Linked DNA regions of Mus musculus: regions 1, 3, 4, 5, 6 and 7 are each linked to region 2. A link is a contact called in public HiChIP or PLAC-seq and promoter capture Hi-C data. All regions are on one chromosome and are shown on one strand. Each heading gives the region's core, a stretch centred on a gene start, on an enhancer-like site or on the middle of the called end of the contact. The rest is flanking DNA. Distances are from core to core; before and after follow the strand shown. Region 1 has its middle 14 kb from the start of Gm16863. Region 2 holds the start of Chrd (chordin). Region 3 holds the start of Klhl24 (kelch-like 24). Region 4 holds the start of 2510009E07Rik (RIKEN cDNA 2510009E07 gene). Region 5 has its middle 26 kb from the start of Gm36224. Region 6 has its middle 43 kb from the start of Gm16863. Region 7 holds the start of Vps8 (VPS8 CORVET complex subunit).

What was found. Promoter capture Hi-C pulls out the DNA fragments that hold promoters and counts their contacts. HiChIP or PLAC-seq counts read pairs in DNA pulled down with a chosen protein or histone mark.
Region 1: a contact with region 2 is called in a FOXA1 HiChIP or PLAC-seq map of pancreatic cancer cells. The contact joins the enhancer-like site here to the promoter of Chrd in region 2. A contact is called at or near these places in 5 of 39 promoter capture datasets (embryonic stem cells, hematopoietic stem and progenitor cells and hippocampal neurons), 2 of 484 Hi-C or Micro-C datasets (Th1 cells and embryonic stem cells), 3 of 115 datasets of contacts at active chromatin or transcription factors (embryonic stem cells and pancreatic cancer cells) and 2 of 9 other capture datasets (adipose tissue and liver).
Region 3: a contact with region 2 is called in a FOXA1 HiChIP or PLAC-seq map of pancreatic cancer cells. The contact joins the promoter of Klhl24 here to the promoter of Chrd in region 2. A contact is called at or near these places in 2 of 484 Hi-C or Micro-C datasets (CD4 T cells and the G1E-ER4 cell line) and 2 of 115 datasets of contacts at active chromatin or transcription factors (bone marrow-derived macrophages and pancreatic cancer cells).
Region 4: a promoter capture Hi-C map of embryonic stem cells shows a contact between it and region 2, with 8 read pairs. The contact joins the promoter of 2510009E07Rik here to the promoter of Chrd in region 2. A contact is called at or near these places in 2 of 39 promoter capture datasets (embryonic stem cells and hematopoietic stem and progenitor cells) and 1 of 484 Hi-C or Micro-C datasets (embryonic stem cells).
Region 5: a contact with region 2 is called in an HNF4G HiChIP or PLAC-seq map of pancreatic cancer cells. The contact joins the enhancer-like site here to the promoter of Chrd in region 2. A contact is called at or near these places in 5 of 39 promoter capture datasets (cranial neural crest, embryonic stem cells, frontonasal cranial neural crest and 1 more), 5 of 115 datasets of contacts at active chromatin or transcription factors (SST interneurons, embryonic forebrain, embryonic stem cells and 2 more) and 1 of 9 other capture datasets (adipose tissue).
Region 6: an HNF4G HiChIP or PLAC-seq map of pancreatic cancer cells shows a contact between it and region 2. The contact joins the enhancer-like site here to the promoter of Chrd in region 2. A contact is called at or near these places in 5 of 39 promoter capture datasets (the 3T3-L1 cell line, 3T3-L1-derived adipocytes, cranial neural crest and 2 more), 3 of 484 Hi-C or Micro-C datasets (Th1 cells and regulatory T cells), 4 of 115 datasets of contacts at active chromatin or transcription factors (astrocytes, embryonic forebrain, embryonic stem cells and 1 more) and 2 of 9 other capture datasets (embryonic stem cells and liver).
Region 7: a promoter capture Hi-C map of stem cell-derived epiblast-like cells shows a contact between it and region 2, with 4 times the contacts expected there. The contact joins the promoter of Vps8 here to the promoter of Chrd in region 2. A contact is called at or near these places in 14 of 39 promoter capture datasets (the 3T3-L1 cell line, 3T3-L1-derived adipocytes, the SN4741 cell line and 10 more), 1 of 15 datasets of contacts at CTCF or cohesin (embryonic stem cells), 2 of 484 Hi-C or Micro-C datasets (erythroblasts and stem cell-derived neural stem cells), 8 of 115 datasets of contacts at active chromatin or transcription factors (embryonic hindbrain, embryonic midbrain, embryonic stem cells and 5 more) and 1 of 9 other capture datasets (adipose tissue).

Annotation. Positions count from the first base shown.
Region 1 is chr16:21,309,642-21,312,341 of GRCm38.p6, forward strand. No RefSeq gene overlaps it. Among named protein-coding and RNA genes, the nearest start is that of Gm16863, 14 kb to the left of the region's middle. RefSeq lists an enhancer at 748-2,054. Within about 2 kb of position 1,335, at least 263 of the 459 cell types and tissues checked have an H3K27ac peak or open chromatin away from gene starts, as enhancers often do. A contact at or near this core is called in Th1 cells, adipose tissue, hematopoietic stem and progenitor cells and 3 more, where this site is marked.
Region 2 is chr16:20,731,759-20,734,458 of GRCm38.p6, forward strand. It overlaps Chrd (chordin), which reads left to right and starts at 1,369. Exons shown (of 23, transcript NM_009893.2): 1 at 1,369-1,537; 2 at 1,773-1,876; 3 at 2,249-2,378; 4 at 2,515-2,643. The coding sequence starts at 1,390. It also overlaps a transcript of Thpo not described here.
Region 3 is chr16:20,096,284-20,098,983 of GRCm38.p6, forward strand. Klhl24 (kelch-like 24) reads left to right here and starts at 1,271. Exons shown (of 8, transcript NM_029436.3): 1 at 1,271-1,388.
Region 4 is chr16:21,693,242-21,695,941 of GRCm38.p6, forward strand. It overlaps 2510009E07Rik (RIKEN cDNA 2510009E07 gene), which reads right to left and starts at 1,424. Exons shown (of 2, transcript NM_001001881.2): 1 at 975-1,424. The coding sequence starts at 1,164.
Region 5 is chr16:21,363,936-21,366,635 of GRCm38.p6, forward strand. No RefSeq gene overlaps it. Among named protein-coding and RNA genes, the nearest start is that of Gm36224, 26 kb to the right of the region's middle. Within about 2 kb of position 1,261, at least 15 of the 459 cell types and tissues checked have an H3K27ac peak or open chromatin away from gene starts, as enhancers often do. A contact at or near this core is called in extraembryonic endoderm stem cells and pancreatic cancer cells, where this site is marked.
Region 6 is chr16:21,338,181-21,340,880 of GRCm38.p6, forward strand. No RefSeq gene overlaps it. Among named protein-coding and RNA genes, the nearest start is that of Gm16863, 43 kb to the left of the region's middle. Within about 2 kb of position 1,386, at least 196 of the 459 cell types and tissues checked have an H3K27ac peak or open chromatin away from gene starts, as enhancers often do. A contact at or near this core is called in 3T3-L1-derived adipocytes, astrocytes, embryonic forebrain and 2 more, where this site is marked.
Region 7 is chr16:21,421,844-21,424,543 of GRCm38.p6, forward strand. It overlaps Vps8 (VPS8 CORVET complex subunit), which reads left to right and starts at 1,275. Exons shown (of 47, transcript NM_001285893.1): 1 at 1,275-1,382.

The DNA.
Region 1 (2,700 bases), core at 85-2,584, 580 kb after region 2:
AAGGGCTCCTCCAGGACAACTCAACTCCTAGACAGTTCACCCAGTTATCACTCCATAATCCTATCAGGATCCTGGGTGAGAGGTCAATCTCTATAAAGCAGATGCTGATCAAAATGAAGTGACAGATAAGACCCCATCTTCAACCATTCCTGGCTCCAGGGGACCCAGCTGTTTTTCCTATCACCTTTAGTGGAAGGGAAAGCATGGTTTTCTGACTTCACAGGACTCTGAGCTATATCAACCATAGAAATGGAATCTGGAACAGAAACCACCCACAGGACAAGTGAAGCCATACCACTGATCACCAAGGGGAGGCTGCCACTGCTCCAGCCTAAGGCAGCATTTAACGGAGGGCTGGTGGATCAAGTGTTCTTGGGTCAGGCGAAATTTTGCCTGGGACTGTGAGTCCTCCTTTGAGAAGGCCAGCACTGTGTGGCATCTTCCGATCCCCCCACCCTATGACATTCAGAAAGAATGAAAAGAGTGTGGCAAACCAGAGAGTGAACTCAGCTGACTCAGAAACCTCCACAGATCTGTGGGGTTCTAGGTCACCTCTTTGCTCTGGGAACAAGAAAGAGGTGGCACGGGAGAGAAGCACTATCAATCAGGCTGAATGGACAATTGTTCTTCCAAACTGTCTACTAGACTGGGCCCTAATTTCTCTCTGAACTCTAAGCCTGCACCCTGGGTTACCCTACTATGCTCAAACTTCATCTTAAGTCTCTCTCCTTAAGGCAGATCAGTATCCAGCACATTTCTGTGCCCAGTTCCACACACAGAAGGAGTTCAATAACGCCTAAACAGAAAACGGCTCTAAGATTAGGCCAGATGTCCTTGTCAGGGCGGCTGCACTTGACCTAGAGGAGGAACCTGTCAGAGGTGGGGGTAGAGTGCGGGGTCGAGGAGGTCAGGAGGTCAGGAGATCAGAGCTACACACTTAGATAGCTTTTCAAGCTTGCCACATAGTCTTCTCTGTGTCGCAGCCGGATCCCATCTCCTCAACACCGGCAGGTCTGTAACTATTACATTTCCTCCCTGACAAGCACTGTGGGGATGTGTGTGGCCAGGTTGGGAGGAGGGGACTTTAAACTAGCGGCCCGTAGTCCCAGTCAGAGCCCAGACTCTCCTCCTTCCCTCTTTAGGCAGAGGCAGCTCGCTGGACCGTGTGACAAGGAGCCAGCCGAATTCATTTAGCAAAAGCGGATTTGGTGCTCTGCCCTGCAAGCACTCCCCGAGACGAGCAGATAGCGCCTGGGCACCCCTCCCGTCCCCTCCCTCTTGGGCCTTTCACCCCCTAATCCACTGAGTGGGGAGCGGTCACGTGGGCCGCCAGCTCTCGACAGGAAGCTGTCGGCACCGCTGGCTCCCAGGGCCAGCTCCTTCACCGCCGGGAAGGCAGGCTGCCTTCCCCCAGCCCCACTCCTTGAAACCCAACCCCTCTTTCCAGCTGCAGCTCCAAAGAGCCTGGGGCCCGGCCCTCCCCGGGGACCCTGCAGCCTGCAGATCTCACGGTCAGGGAATTTTCCCTGTGCGGTGTTCCAGGCGGGCAGAGCCGTCAGAACAAAGGGCAGAGAGAGCACGCAGGCTGTCTTCCCCTTTTTCCTTCGCTTCCACCCTACCCTCATCAAGGGAAAGGAGTCAGTGGACAACATTTGCGCCCCACCCCCCACCCCGCCCTGATCTGGAGCCAGGGAACGCTTGGAGAACAAAACCCATCCTTCCTGGGGAAAGAGGACCCAGGAGCAACTCGGTCCAGATCAGTCTGGAGCAGCCTTCCTTTCTCATCCCTTCTCCCGCAAGGGGACAACTGATCTGCTCTGTCCCTGACATCCCAAAGTCCACCCTTGGCTGGAGATCGGGGTCACAGTCAGGGATTTCAGAGACAGGCTTCAGAGCTGATACCTGTAACCAGGGGAAAGGCTATTATAAAAGGACAATCAGGGGTTTCGGTGTTGCTCCTCAAGAATTCAGCCGATCCGTTGTTGCTGGGTTAACACTATAATAGTACAACAGAGTAAGGTGCCCCTGCACCAAGCATAACCTCAAACCCTGGACTCATTTTTTAATGGCAGCCTGGCTGGTCCAGCTCTAGGGATGCCCTGAGCCCTTTGACTCTGAAAGTGCCTTACAAATGACCTCTCTGAGCCTTAGCTTTCTCACCTGAAATGAGAGAGAGAGAGAGAGAGAGAGAGAGAGAGACAGAGACAGAGACAGAGACAGAGACAGAGACAGACAGAGAGAGAGAGATTATTTGTTGTGTCTACTTCCATTCATTCAGCAAACAATGAGCACCTACTATGTGCTCAGTTATATATTCAGTTCCTTGTTTGAACACAGTGGGACTCACCCCTCCAAGGGCCACATCAGTTCATAGGTAGTTTGGGAATAGAAATGTTTAAAGATAGGGACCAGCTGTAATGACCTCATTAACTTTCTGGGAAGAGGACTGCTCAAGCAAACTTTTTAAAGTTCTTGAAAACAGTGAAGTGAGCCAGACCTGCCTCTGTGATCCTGCCTGAACTATTTATTTGCTTAGCAAACTGTTTCTTCATAGATAGAGGGAAAGGAAAGGCTTCAGACCAGCTAGAGGCAAAGTCAGAAGTGAGTGGGGTCTGAATTAATTAGGGGTTTCTGTAGCTTAATGTATAAACCTGGGCTCAGGAAATTTGGCCTTTAAAGCAGGTGCCCTTTCAAATGAGT
Region 2 (2,700 bases), core at 119-2,618:
AGTCCTACCACTATACATGTGACAAGAGAAATAACCAGGCCCATCTGTCCCTGTCTTAGGAAGGACAGCTGCCGAGCCTCCCCCACAAATACCTCTTTGCTGGCTCCTCTCTTCCTTTGGCCCTGGCTCTAGCTCCTGTGCTTTCTCCCCAGTCCCTGTCTCCCCACAGTCTCTGTCCTCAGGGACCTTGTGGCCTGACCCTGTCCTCTCTCCCTTGTCTTCCTCAGGCTTTCTCTGCGCCTCAGAGAGGATGGGCTATCTACTGAGGCGTATGGCCTGGATCCCGGAATTCTCCAGTTGAATAAGAGATGCCTTCTAAGATTAGGAAGCCTAGTGCTGGGATAGTGGGAAGAACGGTGCGCGCGCGCGCGCGCGCGCGCGCGCGTGTGTGTGTGTGTGTGTGTGTGTGTGTGTGTGTGTGTGTGTGTGTAGGATGGGGAGGCTTGTCTAGAAAAGCAGGACAAAGGAGGTGGGGACTGAGCTGGAGAGGAAGAGGGTCATCTCTTGGATGAAGGAAAAGCATGAGAGAGCCAGAGGTGGTAGTTGGATGGACTTGAGAGCAGGTTGGGGTGCTGGTGAATTATGACTCCACTCAGGGAAGCACTGCTTGATTCTGGGAAGCACAGGCTAGGTTCCTGTCCCTGGGAAGTGAAGAAAGAGGAGAGACCTTAGAAGGGAAATAGGAATACAGCCAGAGTGAAAGGAAGGGGGTGCTGTGGGTCCTAGGTAGGGGTGGATCGGTGTCATTTTCAAAGACAAGTCCTCATCCTCCAGCGGCCCATCTCGTTCAAGAGTGCCACAGGCCCGAGGCTCAGCCTCTGCCCTTCACTAGCCTGAGCCTCTGGTCTTGGGGTGGACACCACCTCCAGGGGTGGTCGCAAGGAGCGTGTGTGGGGGTGTCGAGGCCCGCCTCTCCTCTCCCTCTTTGCGCCCCCTAGTTCCTCCCTTCCCCCTACCCACTCCGCTCCCCCCTCCTCCAGTCCCTCCCTCCTCCCCTGCCGGGTCCCAGCCTGTCCCCCTCCCCCACTCGCGATCCGGCCGCTGCTGCTGGGCCGGACCCCCCGGGCTCAGCCGGGCTCCTTGTGGAGCCGCCGCCGCGCCCCGTTTGCTGAAGAGGAGGCCCCGGGCCCGGACGCCTGGCGCGGGCATAAAACGGGCCAGAGCCGGCGCCTAGGGCACTAAAGTGGAGTACGGCCCGGGTCAGCGCCCCTCCGCCCGCTCTCTCCCGCCCCGCCCGGCCGGGAGCCGACCAGGCGACTGTGAGACGAGCCCCTCGCCACTGCCCCCCTCCTGGCCCCGGCCCCCTCCTGCCGGCCCGCCTCCGGTCCGGCCCTACTCCCTCTCCTGCTCCCTCCTCCCGCCCGCCTCCCCAGCTGTCTGCTCCGCGTCATGCCGAGCCTCCCGGCCCCGCCGGCCCCGCGGCTGCTCCTCGGGCTGCTGCTGCTCGGCTCGCGGCCGGCCAGTGGCACTGGCCCTGAGCCCCCAGCACTGCCCATCCGTTCCGAGAAGGAGCCGCTGCCTGTCCGGGGAGCGGCAGGTAGGTGGGCTCCAGGGGGAGGTGCGGGAGGGGAGTCTGACTCCTGGCAAGTCTACATCCACAGGGAGAGGGCCCCGGGCGCAGGTGGCTTCGCGCAGCGGGAGGGTGGGAGGGGAAAGCAGAGGCGGCGAGGTGCACGGTGCCAAGGGACCATGGGCCTGGCGGGCAGAGCCCGGAGCAGGCATTACGGCACGAGCAACCGGACAGCGGCCGCCAGCCAAGCCCGTCCCCGCAGGCTGCTCCTTCGGCGGGAAGGTCTATGCCTTGGACGAGACGTGGCACCCGGACCTGGGGGAGCCTTTTGGGGTGATGCGCTGCGTGCTGTGCGCCTGTGAAGCGGTGAGTGGATAACGCAGCTGCCTGCCCTACTCTAGAGGGTAGCGGAACGCTGGTGTCCTAAGTAGTAGACTCGGAGATGCTCAGGGGAAGGCTGGTCCGCAAATCGGAGGAAACCGCTTTCAAGTCTGCGGTGTTGACAGTTATTGATCGCCCACAATGTGACTGGCTTTTAGCCAACTTCCCCCCTCCCGTTACAGTATTGCTAGATAAATGACATTATTAGTTCTACTTTGCAGACAGGGACGCCGAGGCTCAGAGAAGTTAAGAAACTTTGGACGGGCCATGTAACTTGTAAATAGCAGAATTGACTGTCTGCAGCCCTGGGGTCTGATGGTTTCATTCCCTTAATTTTCCTATGTTCTCTGCCATCAGCCTCAGTGGGCTCGCCGTGGGAGGGGTCCTGGCAGGGTCAGCTGCAAGAACATCAAACCTCAGTGCCCCACCCTGGCCTGCAGGCAGCCGCGCCAGCTGCCAGGACACTGCTGCCAGACCTGCCCGCAGGGTGAGGCCCGCTGTGCCCGGAGTTAGGAGGGTGGAAGGCTCTACACTAGGTCCTGTACGACTTGCATCGCGGAGGAGGACTGGTCCTCCTGGTACCTTTCTGAAGCCAGCCGTCTTATTCCTTACCCCGGATGCAGAGCGCAGCAATCTAGATCCACAGCCCGCTGGCCTGGTCTTCGAGTATCCAAGGGATCCAGAGCATCGCAGTTACAGTGATCGAGGGGAACCCGGCGTTGGGGAGCGGACCCGTGCTGATGGCCACACAGGTAGGCTGGGGTGGAGGTGGGCCTGATGAAGTTTGAGTCCCGCGGCAAGGCTTGACA
Region 3 (2,700 bases), core at 21-2,520, 640 kb before region 2:
GCACTTATTGCTCTATCTGGATTTCAGCTCCCAGCACCTGCAGCTCCAGGGGGACCCAATGACTCTGATCTTTACCAGCACTCAGATAGCCAATACAGACACACACAAAGAATTAATAATAATAATAATAATAATAATAATAATAATAATAGACAATTTAAAAAGAATTCTAGATAGTTTTCCTTCAAGTTATGTATCTTGTTTAAATCAATTTGTGGAGAAGAGAGGGGAAGAGAAGGAAGGAGGAGGAAAAGAGGGGAGGAGGGGAAAAGGACGAGGGAAGGAAGGAGAGAATATGAAAATAAATCTTCTTGCTTTGACAAGAGAAAACCAAAGAAAGGACTCTCTAAGCTGATAGCACCAACTGGTCAAGCCAGAGTGGCAAGCAGTTTTACTGCAGGCCTAGCCATAAATCTTAGAAAAGTCAAAGAAAGGTCCCCCCCACTCCACCCCCCACCCCCGCGCCCCAGGAAGTACTCAGTAGGCTTTTTTTAAGTTAATAGAACATGAAAAGGAGACCTAAAAGCTTATCAAATGGCCTGCCTGTCAACTCTGCTCCTCTCTCTCTACCTTGTGGCAACACATCTAATTTTAACGGAGGCAAGGCTGTCTTAATGAAGTGCAGAAGGAAGAAGTACGTAACTTTTGTCAGAAGCCAGAACTATCCAAACATTTTCAAGAGCAGAGGACGGCCATCCTTGAAAAGGAATCTCCTAGAAACAAAACATCTTGAAGAAGATTCCATGTGCCTCGGAAAATAAAGGTTTGTTACAATTTTTGTTCAACTCCTGCATCTGATTAAGACAAAAATTAAATTAAATTTAAAAAGTAACTGAGGCTCTGATAGCGACCTTGACAGATTTACAAAGAAAGCGTCCTCTGCAATTATGACCAGGCTTCTAGTACACTCCACCTCTCAGGCCCTCTGATTTCCCAAGTGTGTTAGAACATGGTAATTAAAACAAGCCTTATTCCAAGCTCTAAGGTTGGCTAAGTCCTGGTCTTGTGCTTTGGCTTTGGGATGTAAAGGGCTCTTTGAAAACAATCAACATACCACTTCTGTCTTGATCAAGATGCATTCCTTTAATCTTATTCTACCTTAAATAAATGTTTGGAATTAGCAGCCCGGGGTTGGGTTTCCGCCCTCTAGCGGAACCCAGATGGCCTGAGAGCCCACCGGCAGTAAAAACTACGTCTCCCAGAATGCTCCGGGAAGGCGGATGCCTCCCCCCCATTGGCCAAGGGTGGGTGACGCTAAGTGTTTTGGCTCGACGGTCACATGTTTCCTTTGTTGTGAGCAGTGGCAGAGACTGGCGGTGGCTCGAGGAGACGCCGGCGCAGCAGGGACGGGGGTCGCCGCTCGTGCCGCTTCCAGCCTGCGCCGAGAGGTACCAGGGTGGCCGCTCCAAGCGGCATGCGACCGCGGCGCTGATCCCCGGCACCGGCGGGAGGGAGGCGAGGTCCCTGGCTGCCAGAAGCCCGATGCGGCCTCGGGCGTGGGGACAGGGCAGGGACGAGCCCCGCGGCAGCAATACACTTAGGGTGGAAGCGGCCGGAGTGTTTCGGCCTCGGACCTGGAGTTTCCGTGGGGTGACCGTGAGTGCTGTCGCCTAGCACGGATAAGGATCGGGGTGCTGGGGCCATAGCAGCCAGCAGCACAGTTGCGAAACATGCGGGGCGTGGTCACCTGACCGTTACCCGCCCCCGCGAAGCCTTTGTTTACCGGGAGCGCGGCCTCGGGCCGTCCCGGGGGAGCCCCCACCCGGCTGCCCGCTTCCTTCTCAGGGCCCTCTGCTTCTTAATTTAGTTCCCAATGTTCCCGCCCCCAAGCCCTGGGCACCCGAGGCGAAGATCGTTCGGGCGGCCGGGATTGGGCGCTGCAGGCGGGCCGGGCCGGCGAGTTCCGAATTTTTATTGGCAGGGGGTGGTAGGTGGGTGGCCCGTGCCAGGCAGTCCCGCCCTCGCCTGAAGGTGACCTGGAGGACGCGGGCGCCGAGGGAGGGGAGCAGCGGGGCGGTGGGTAGGAAGGGGGCGTGCCCTGCAGAGGCCAGGGGGTGGGGGCTAACCCGTAGCTCCTGGCGTAGGACAGCGCGCAGCTCTGCGAAGTTGCCCTTGCCTGCTCTGTCCAGCCTTAGGTAGTAAAGGATGACCCACAAGGCCACATTTGAGAAGCTTCAATATCAGCTCTAGCGGATTTTAATCATGTCAATTTTTTTTTCTGTTAGTGTTCTCAGCTGACACCTGGCACAACCACCAGATGGTTGATGGTTGATAATGGTTTGGTGTTTTGTTTTTCTTTATTAGGATTTAATATGTATCCCTTGCCACTAAAAATATAAACGGTGGCTTTTACCTTTAAAAAAAAAGATATTTTGAGGTTATTCACCTAAAAGTTTTTTGGTTTTGGATTTTTGAATGAGCTTTCTTAGTTTTCCCTTTTTGGGGCACACAATTTCGTGTATTAATCTCCCAGGTAATTGAGAAGTTTCTGATAAGTGAGTTGAAGGTGTGTTTGGAAAACTGTACATTAAGATAACCGAAAGCCCAGTCATTTCCAGACGGAGGATATTAAAGGTGGTTTTCCAAATCTCTTAAACTTATGGTGCAGCTAGGTTTTGTCATTTTATCTCAGAAAAGTTGAGTTTCTTCAGTAAAGCAGGTATAATATACTTAATAAAGCAGCCTTAATATACTTTTTAA
Region 4 (2,700 bases), core at 174-2,673, 960 kb after region 2:
ACTTCTGCAGGAGGTAGACTGCCATTAAATTCATCCAACAGGTACACTTTAGCTCTCATATTTCCTACTCTGAAGCCACACTTTCAGCGAGAAGCAAGAACATCCTGTTTGTCCTCATCAGCAGAGGAACAACAAAATCAATATTCGCTCTCCAGGTACCTTGAATTTATAAGGAAAAGCAAGGATTTTCTATCCTTTAATTTATAAACTCAACTAAGACATTCAAATATTCTCAATTAAAAGCAAATAAAGATTTGTTACATATTGTAGCTCTCCTTGTAAACCATATCCTCCTAAATAACAGGGGGGAAAAGTTTGATTGAAGATCACTTGGAAAATGTGTCTTAAGCACGGCAAAGCCCTCCAAATCTAAGATTATATGGAAACCGACTTCAGAATGTTTCTAAAAAGAAATGATTCAGCAGTCGGATTAAGCTAAATGCCATGAAGTAATCAAATTGTGGAATGCTGATTAAATGGCTACTTAAGTTTAATCTATTTAAAACTCTCAGGATAAATACAACTGGCCTAGGACTAGACTAGTCCTGGCTTGGCTCAAACGCTGTAACTGGGTGTCGAAGGAGTTTGCTCTTCAAACTGTTCCTTTTAACTTCTTAGAAGCCATTCTTCATACTTTGGTTCTTTCTCGATCTGGATACATTAAATAAATGGGAATCGCTAGGACCTAGGGTTCTTTCTGTTCAACAGCAGCCAGAAAGAACAGGCAAGAAAGTGAAAGGGGTATGTCCGTGCCCACCCCCCACCGCTGAAAGGGCTACCCTGCTGGCGCGCGTCCGCTCTGGCGGCTCTGAGCAAGTATCTAAAAGAACGGCAAAGAAAGCCAGCCCCAGGCTCCTGTGGGTAGGAAGGTTCCCTTTTGTGACTACAGCTAGGTTCCCCCGGGATTTCCTCCCGTCGTCCGGGTAGCACCCGGCCGCAGGCGGGCGACAGCAGGCCGACGCGGCTCCACTTACAGTGACACCATCCCAGGTGACAGCACCAGTGCAGCTTGAAGCACTTGCCGTGGCTGTGCGTGGCACAGATGGACAGCCCGTCGCACGGCTGGAAGTCGGGTCTGCGGGCGGCGCAGCTCCGCGCCAGGGCCTGCGCCTCGTCCACTTTCTCGCTCTTCCAGCCGCGCTCGGGCGCCGTGGCCGCACTCATCTCTCCGGTTGAAGAGCCGGGCCGGGAGCCTAGGACAGGGCAGAGGCGCGGGCCGGGCAGGGCGAGGGTGGGTTGCGGGCTGGAGGCGCGGCGAACACCCGCTGCCGAGGAGCCGCCCGGGGAGGGAGCAGCGACCCGGCCAGGCCTGCTGCCTCCCCGCGCCCTGCTCCCTTCTGCGCCCTGCTCCCTCCTCCCTTCTTTCTCCTCTCCTCTCCTCCCTCCTCTTTGCTCCCTCCTCCCGTCTCTCTCTGTCGTCCTCCCTGCTCCCTCCTCCCCACTCGGGCCGCCACGCCTGCACGCGCACGCGCACACTTAGACCGCCGCGCCCCTCTGCGAGCCCATCCCCTCGCGGTGGCGTTGCGCGCGTCGCCTCTGCCCCCGGCCAGCGGGTCCCACATGCCCATAGGACAGTCAGCACACATCCCCTACGCCCTCGGGTTGGGAGGGCGTACCTCCGGCTACAGTCCGGCCTTCTCCCGCAGCCTTTAGGCACAGGGTCTAGCCTGGTCCTTAGCACTCCCTCCCCGTCGCGCCGTGGCGTCCTGCTGGGCACACACTCGCCCGGGCTGTCCTGGAGCCGCCGGATGGCAGCGGGCGATGACCTCGCGGGTTCTTCCCTGTGCCAGCCTCCCGGAACTAGTCCTGGGTGCGGGGCTTTGGGCAGTCAGGGTGGGAGAATCTGTTAGGTTTCTGTCTTGATACGTGTAGGGTGTGGGGATGCACTGAGTGGCTTGCAGTGTCTGTGTGGCCATAGACATTACACGCCAGTCGTATAGTCGTGTGTGAGTGTGTGTGTGTGTGTGTGTGTGTGTGTGTGTGTGTGTGTGTGTGTTGTGAGTGTGGACGCCCTAGCGTGATTAACTGCATCAGTTGAACTGCGTGTGTGGCGGTATGGTGGGCTGGAATGGCGTAGTAAATTTATGCATGGATTACATGTGTGGAGTTGACACGGTCGGACATGGGTACACAGACTGACATGTGGCCCAGCCTAGCCAATGGGTGTGGCTGCCTAGGCTGCAGGTCCCTCTCCCACCTCCCCCAGTCTGCTTGTTAGACCGCCCTGCTGGCCACAACTTGTTTCAAATGGGTCTTCCATCCCAGACTGAACCAGAGAAGAGAAAAATGAATCTTTCGTTTACGGGAGCAGTGCTTCCCCTACCACGCGGGCCAGTGCCCAGTCTAAAACACCGAAAGGAGGAACGCCTTCCCTCTGCTTCCTTGCCAAATGCTACACCGGGCCCAGGAAAATGCCTGTAATCGCAGAGGGTCCGCAACAGAGCCTCTCAGCACAAATGCTGGGCTGGACCGTGCTTTCCCCAGATCTCCTTTCCCTTCCCTTTATCCCCTTCCTGTTTGGCAATGAGCTCTATCCTGGTTTTAAACGAAATTCATCCTCAAGTCCTCAAAACTCTTTGCTGCCATAAGCACCCTTTCATAATTTTCCCTTTTATTTAACCTTGGCTTAGGAAGGGAAATCTAATTTGCATATGTCTGACTCTGTGAAATCTTCATGTGTCAGGGATTGAGGTAAACTCA
Region 5 (2,700 bases), core at 11-2,510, 630 kb after region 2:
GTTGTCCTGGAACTCACTCTGCAGACCAGGCTGGCCTCAAACTCAGAGATCCGTCTGCCTCTGCTTCCCTGATGCTGGGATTAAAAGCGTCCACCACCACTGTCCAACTCTTTACCTGAAATTTTAAAGCTTCGATCTAAAACCAGTTGAGAAATACTGTAGCCTTATTGCTTTCCCAGAGAGTGCTGGACACTCGTATGTGGGAAAGAACCAGTTGTAAGAGAGACCCCTGAGTCACAGCTGAATTCGAGTGTTCTTTCTGCACCACCCCCAACTGGAAATTGCTTGCATGCCTCCTGTGATGCTGGGTTCATTGCTGGAGCTGCTAGCACCCTCTTCTCTAATTTCAGGGGCCTGACTTGTCCTCTGCAGTTGGGCTGCTTTATCTCCTGTACAGGACAGCCCCTTGGCACTAAAAATAGCATCCATGGTTCCTTTCAGTGTTTTCTTTGTTTTTAAATTCGATTTTAAACATCCTTAGCTCTTCTGTGGCCTGTGTTTGTCTGAATTCTAGATTCAGGCCTGCCTCTGCTTCCCCCCTCTGCACTGCTGGGTTGTCTGGACCAGCCGTGCTGAGACACTGTCCCCTGGGCTGAGCATGAGTGTGAGTTACACTCCTTGGCACATACTGAGCTTGCAGTCTTTGAGTTCTGTCCTCCAAAGACTGGAACCACCCAGCTGTGCCATCAGGGGTTTGAGCCTGACAGCAGACATTCATATTTGCTGGTGGTATAATATCATCTTATTAGTTTAAGTTCCTTGTTCAAGGATAACTTGAAAACTTACTCTTTGTCCCTTCTTAAGGATTCTCTACAGTTGTTGTTGTTGTTGTTTTAATCGTGTAAAATCTTCATTTACTTTATTTGGCCATGCTAAGGATGAAATGTAGGGGTCTCATGCGTGGAGCTGTACTCCTGTACAAGCTGAAGTTGGATCACTGTGCCATCTGTGTGCCCAGAAGGTTATCAGAAGTCGTTTTTTTAAGAGCTTGGCAGGTTTTCTGAGGTGAGTTTGCACAGAATGATGAGGTAAAGATAGATGAACTCCCGAGAGAGCTTTCTGTTGGGATCAATAAGGGTGACCAGGGCTAGGCTTTCTGGTATGCAATTGGCTGGGTAAAACAGGTAAAGACCCACCCAGTGTCACCCGTGCGTCAGAGCCTGCCACCCATGACGAGGCAGGAAGACAAATACTGATAGCGTCTGGCCACCAGAGCCCATTGTTTTCTGTGCAGCCTCTGTGACAAGGACCCAGGATGTGGAAGAGAGGACGTCACACAAAAGCCTCAGTGCCCATTGTGATGAGGTATCAGGACTCCTAAGCCAGAGCAGAGCAGTTGATCCGGGTGCCTTTAGCCTCCCAGAAGCAAGAAAAAGAAGCCACTGGGGGTGCGAGGTGTGGGTGTTCAGAGGGAGAGCCCTGCCATGCTGTCTGGGGCCAGGGCTGCTGGGAGTTTGAAACGTTTTTTCATCTTGGGCACCTTCCCTGTGCTCACTTCTCAGAGGTCACAGACTCCTGAGAATCAAAAGAGCCAGGCTGAGGCTGGGGATCACTGAGGCTCACAGCTAGTGGCCTGGGTTTATCCCATGGGGCTAGTGTGAATCAGTTCCAGTGGGGCCGCTGCAGAACACAGAATGTAGCTTTATCTAAGAGCCATCCAAACTCAGCTCCCTGTGTGCACGTGCATTCATCTCCCTCTTCTTGCAGCTGCACCCAGCCATTCTCTCTGCAAGAGTGCCCAGGTGACAAGTTCTGATGCTGGGGTACCCCACCCAGGTCCTGGAAGAGATTCAGCCACAGGAACTGAGGTGATTTGGAAGCCCTGAGAGGGGACCATTCTTAGATTTCTAGTATAGTTGTGGAAAAGGCTGAGAGCAGACACCACACCAGGTAAAGATGAGGTAGAGGACAAAAGTGGGAACCCCCTGGAACCAGGGAGCTATAGGCACTATCGGTCAAACATCAGCCCCCCCCCCCCCCCGAGATGTTCTGGGCTCTGCCTGTGGCAGTGGTCCCAGCCTTAGGACTCCCTAGCTTCACAACCTAGTCCTGAAGCTGTGGACCACAGAATACCTTTTCCTGTCACCACCGAGACCTGCCTTTCCTCCTACAAAAGCCCTGTGGTCATAGTCGGAGACATTCTTACCATCTGCTGGACTTCAGAGTGCTGGTGGGAAGATCTGAACTCAGGCAAACAGGAGGCCAATGTTAAGACACTTACCTGGGGCCAATGAGGTGGCTTCAGCAGAGCAGGGTGATTGTCCTTGAGCTCCGTCTGCAGAAGCTACATGAAGGTAAAGGAGCAAGCCTGACTGGTGACGTTCTCTTCTGACTTCCACCCTCCTCCTAACAACAACAACAACAACAGTAGATACAATTTAAGAGCACTGTGCAGAGCTAACACTCTTGTCTACTTAGTTAAGTTAAGCTTGACTGCCATTACAGACACTGTCTCCATCACTGGCCTATTGATGTGAAGAAAGACCATGACCAAGGCAACTCTTATAAAAGAAAACATTTCATTTGGGGCTGGTTTACAGTTCCCGAGGTTTAGTCCCTCATCATCATGGTAGGCATCATGGCACCGGAGCAGTGGCTGGGAGCTACTTCCTGGTATAGGGCATACATCCATATGCCCAATTTTAATTATTAGTTTATATTCTGTTTGTGCATTTATTTGTTCAATACAGAGTCTCATGT
Region 6 (2,700 bases), core at 136-2,635, 610 kb after region 2:
CGGGTGACCCCGGCAGCCGTTACACCAACCGAGAGACACAAAAGGTACCAGCAGTAGGATCTCACCTGTCCAGGGTGACACCTGTGACAGGGTCCTGTGTATCTGACTGGAAAGGATTAGCAGAAACTTTGTGTAGATGTACATTCTCTGTTTCTCCAGTATAGGACTACAATAGTTACGACTTGCCAAACTATATATCCATGCACCTCATAGCATGTAAATTACACTCCAAAATTATACATCAAAAGTTCAAGGAGTAGGCCTTCAGGTGTGGGAGGCCAGGGGCGTGGCAGGTGCACAGACACGGTTTTATCCTTGCCAGTGTCTACTGAAGGAGACAGACTCGGCAATCTTTCCCAGTTCTTACCGTATCTACCATGTCCTGAAAGCCTTTCAGACAATCTTTATCTGAGCTATGGAAAGGGAGGAAAGGGGCTGGTGGCAAAGCAAGCCCTTTGGTGACTGTGGATACAAATCTTCTAGGTACCCTTTCTAGCCCTTGGTGCTTAGTGCAGTGCGGTGGGGGTGGGTAGGGATGGGTAGGGATAAGGAGTTACAGTGGAAGCCAAGAACCTCAGGGTGACGTCTCCTGGAATGTCTGTACTTTGTGGAGGTGTGGGAAAGGTGTCAGTCTGTACTGAGCCAGGTTCTTACCCACTGGTGGCTCTGTGACCTTGTGTAGGACCTTGTGTGGGCCTGTGTTTTCCTCATCACGGGGCTCAATGAATCCTGGTTGTCTATCCCATGGGGTTATTTCAAGGTCCTAAAGAGATGGTGAAGATTTTTTTTTAAGAGAAGGAATAGAAAAAAACTAGTAATGAGCATGCAACTGGCCTCTCATACAGACATTTCGGAGTGAGTTTACACATTCCTGGTTCAAAAAAATGTCTGGCCAAAAGAAATTAAACAAAGAAATGTCAAGTACAGACACTGCATTAGGGGCCAGTGAATACTTTGGTAGCGAGCCAGACTTATCTTGTTGGACACCTTCTAAACTCAGGCGCAGGAGTCTGGCAGCCCTTGCTTCACACAGATGGTAATAGCAGGCTGACCCACAACTGAGCAGGGCCTCACTGCAGAGGTGACTGTGTCTCTCTTGTTCCTTTCTTGACAGCCATGCAGCAGATCCAGCTCAAATGAAGGAGAGAAAGAGCTTTGTCTGTCCTCAGAGCCCAATGCAGACCGTAGCCCAGTGCTGTCAGAGCGGAATGGGCAAAGCATGAGGCTCTGGGCCTGTTTGCGTGGCTATGAAGAGGCAGGATGGCCAGGCGAATGATTTGATCTGACTTGGGTAATGAAAATTGTTTGTTGCTGTTTGAAGAGCAATTGTGTAAGCAACAGTACTTCTGTGTTTGGCTGCCTGTGACTCACCACTGACTGTAACATAACCCCAAACTCAGAGGAGGCACAGGCTGTGGGCGTGGAGGAGGGGAGAGGAGGGATGCAGGGCAGAGGCCCCTTCTCATTCACCCTTTCTTCCCTCCTCACTGTCCCAGTCCCTCTCCAAACCTCTAAGGAACGTTCACGAGAAGGCGTTTGCCACCTGGACACAATGAGGCCTCGTTGGAGGGACAAGCGAGAAGCTGGCTGGGAGCCAGAGGCCCGGTTTGAATGGCTGTTGCCAAGGGGCTGCCAACAGTCCATCTCAACCCCCAAGAGGCTGACCCAGGATGGGGTGGGGGCCACCCCTCCCCACCTTGGAGGCCACAACTCACACCATTTGTGGGCCAGGCCGTGATCAGAATGTGCGGGGACAAGGTGGCTTTGAGTGGCTGAGCAGAGCCTCTCCCCCTCTGCTGGCTCCGGCCTCACTTGGATTAGAGCCTGCTCAGGGAGTCCCTTTGTTGGCTGCTTGTTATTCCACATGCACTGAGCACTGCGCATTCATCTTTATTAGTTCTAATTGCTTCCCCATTCTAATGGGATCTTGATATTCCCATACAATTGAAAGGAAATGTATTCATTAAAATAATTCTTCTAACTGCCGCTTCCAGCTGCTCCTCTAAAGTGACATTGTCTCTCCACGCAGCCTGCTGAAGCCTCTTATTAAGACTCTAGTCAAAAGCCAACTTTGGGCAGCAAACTTTCCTTGCAGGGGTTTCCAGACACTGGAGAGAGGGTGCTTTTTAATCAGGCTCACACAGAAGTTGAGGCCAGCTGGTGTAATTGGGGGCGCTGGTCCTCGTGGATAGAAGGGCTTGCCTCCAGCTCTGCCTCCTGTAACAATGACCCTTTCTGCATAATGGCTCATTTGGAGAGGGCTTCTCCCTGCACCTTCCACCTCTCCCCGCCCACATCGCATACGTGAAGCTTTTGTTTATGCCACAAGCAGTTACCAGGTGTGTTCTAAGCATGAGGCTGAGTAAGGAGCTGGGGAGGCAGGGAGGCGGGGCTGCACTCCCAAGGTGTTTAAGGTCTTGGTGGGTGGCTCCCAGCTAGCTTCTGCAGAGCTTTGAGGCAAAGGCATGGCAGAGAATTTCTGGGTATTCAAAGAGAATACACAAGGATCTGGGTTCAGATCCCCAACACCCCCATGCAAAGAGTAGCACACACTCCAGTGCTGGCCAACCTGGAGCGCCCATCTCCAAAAATAAATAAATAAGTAAATGAATGAATAAATAAATAAGGTAGAGCGTGATAGAGGAAGACTCCTGAAGCTGACCTCTGGCCTCTACACACATGCAAAGGCAAGTGGACCTG
Region 7 (2,700 bases), core at 25-2,524, 690 kb after region 2:
CTTTAACAATTCTCTGTCACTCAGGGCTCAGGGTTCTGGTGTCACCATTCTGTCTAACCTACTTTAGACGGGTCTCTCTCTCTCTCTCTCTCTCTCTCTCTCTCTCTCTCTCTCTCTCTCTCTCTTTCTCTGTGTGTGTGTGTCTCATACACACACACTCACACACACAGAGTCATGGCTGAAATGTGTTTCTGTGAGTGATTATTAAAGATGTTTGGAAGCCACTGCCTGTACCCTAGCCACATCAGGCTAGCAACTTGTCCCTAAACTCACCTTGGCTTGTAACTAATCCCACTGTTCCCTCAGTTAGGCAGTCTCTCTGGCTCCTGCCTACAGAAGTCTCCTCACTCCCTGCTCCCCCCCCTTTTTTTTAGCTAAGGTGTTGATTATTTTCCTTCATCCGTGACCCTAAAAATGACAGCCCTATAGTTTCTTTATGTCACTGTGATCAGCTGGCCTTTACTGACAGTCCTAATGTACTTACAGGACAGACCTACAGTGAGCCTGGTTGATACTCAATGTAACTCCTCCTGAGGTATCTTCCCACACTCTCCCTCCTCATTTCTCCCTCACAGACAAGTCCAACAACTATGTTATCTGCCTCCTTGGGTTAATGATACCATATAGTGGCAATTGTAAACGCCAAACTATCCTGAAATAGCTTTTTCCAGTAGCATATTAGGGAAAAAAAAGATGCCTTCTCTATTTAATAATGTGACCCACTCTATTATTTTTTGATGGAACAATGACAACTAAAAATGATAATTTGGAAAAGAAGTTTTCAGTATCCATCCTTATTTGCAAAAACAATGTTTCCCCTTCCCCCCAAAATTACCCACCAAAACCCAGCAATTCTGTGTTCACCTTTCAAAAGAAAACGAATTAGTGGACACTACCAAATCCAACGAAACGAATTCCATATCCACTCCTAACCCTGCACTGTGTATCCATCCATCCATTTATCTATTTGTCGAATCTGAGACAGGTCTGTGTCGGTATCCCAGACTAGTTTGAACTCAATATGCTCCTTCTGCCTCAGGCTCCTGCGCGCCTGATGGCTGGACGATCCTTGACACCTCGTTTTGGGGTGAGTTTATGGAAGTTCAGGTGAGCTGATTGAAAGGGACGTTCCTTTTAATCTGAGGACCTCTATTTGCTAGACTCCTCCGGCTCAGATGCCAGGGCTCCTTGAGCGTCCCTGGAGGCCGGACAGAGTCTCCCTTTAAGGAGGGCGTGACGCAGAGGCTCGCACCGCCCAGTGCAGGGCGTCTCTGGGGAAGAGAGCGGAAGCGCGCCCGCCAGCTGCCGAGACTGCGCGTGCGTGGGCTGGCCTCCGCGGGGTCACGTGTGCTGGGGTCCCGTCAAGGCAGACGCCGGCTCAGGTAACACGTATTCCGAACGGGTGGGGCGGGGCGGCGGGTGCGGGCCGGCGCGGCAGGGGTGCGCAGACGGAGCTGCGCCCCAGTGGCTCCCGCAGACCCTGTGGCCACCGCGGGCTGGCTCAGGAGTCTGACTTCGCACTAGGTTAGCAGTTTCCACCCGGGTCCGGCCGCCTGCGGGGATACCGGACTGGCGCGCTCACGCCCGGACTGCGGCCGGGAGGTGGGTGCTGTCCCTCCCACGCCCGCCGCACGGCGTGGAGGTTCTCACCCGGTCCGACTGACGTGCAGCCCGTGCTGCCGCTTCCTCCTCGCCTCCTGCCAGGTGTGCCCCAATCCGAGGGCCGCAAGGTGGGGGGCACCCCTGTGCCTTGGCTTGTTGTCTAGGTGTGGCACTCGGGGGACAGAGGCACGCGGCAATCCAGAGTTTGGGTGTACTAAGTGGACATGTTTCAATGGAAGGATTGTACTGGCTTATCCGGAGTAGCTGCTGGAGCCTTCTCATAAGTAGGCGGGGCTCTATTTGCCAGAATGCTTGTTACTGTACTGCCCACTCTACTGGACACCCCACCCCCTAACCCCCCCCAAAAAGCCCAAGTAACGTAAGCACAGATGTTGGCTAGTGCCGCTAACTCTGTTCCAGGTGTCTCTGTTTGGGAGAAAATTGCACATCGTTGTGTGTGGGTTTATGTTACACTTCTGTGTTTGAAGTGCTTCCAATATAGATTGAGGATGGGGGAACCCACATGTGTTTAAGTCATGGGTTTGCTCACGTTGACATCTAAGCAGAAAAGTATTGACTCCTCTAGCACTAGCTGACCTGGTCTGTAGAATACACAATAAAGATAAATGGAGCAGTTTTGTTTGAACTGTTGAGCCTTGTATGCGGGAAGTGACTGAGTTATGTGAGAAAATTCTTTACAGACCTCTAACAGAATAAGGTGCTGATTTTTTTTTCTTTATATGTTTCTTTTGTAATTGGACTGTTGGCAGTCGTTGAGTGCATTCTGTCTTCCAGAATTTGGGGGTTTCTTAGTGACTCTTAGTGTTATCCCCACTAGTCCATAAACATTTTAGCCATTGGGATAGGAGAAGTAAGGCCCTAGAGCTGGAGTTACGAGCTGTTGTGAGCTACCCCGTGTTGGTGCTGGGAACCAAACTCTGGCCCTATATAAGAGCAGTATACCTTTTTAATCGCTGAGCCATCTCTCCCACCCCTCTATTTTGAGACAGGACCTATTGCTCAAGGCACAGCCTGCTGATTCAGCTAGATGAGCTAATAAGCCTTCGGGGCCATGTCTCCATCTCTCCCTCCTTTCCA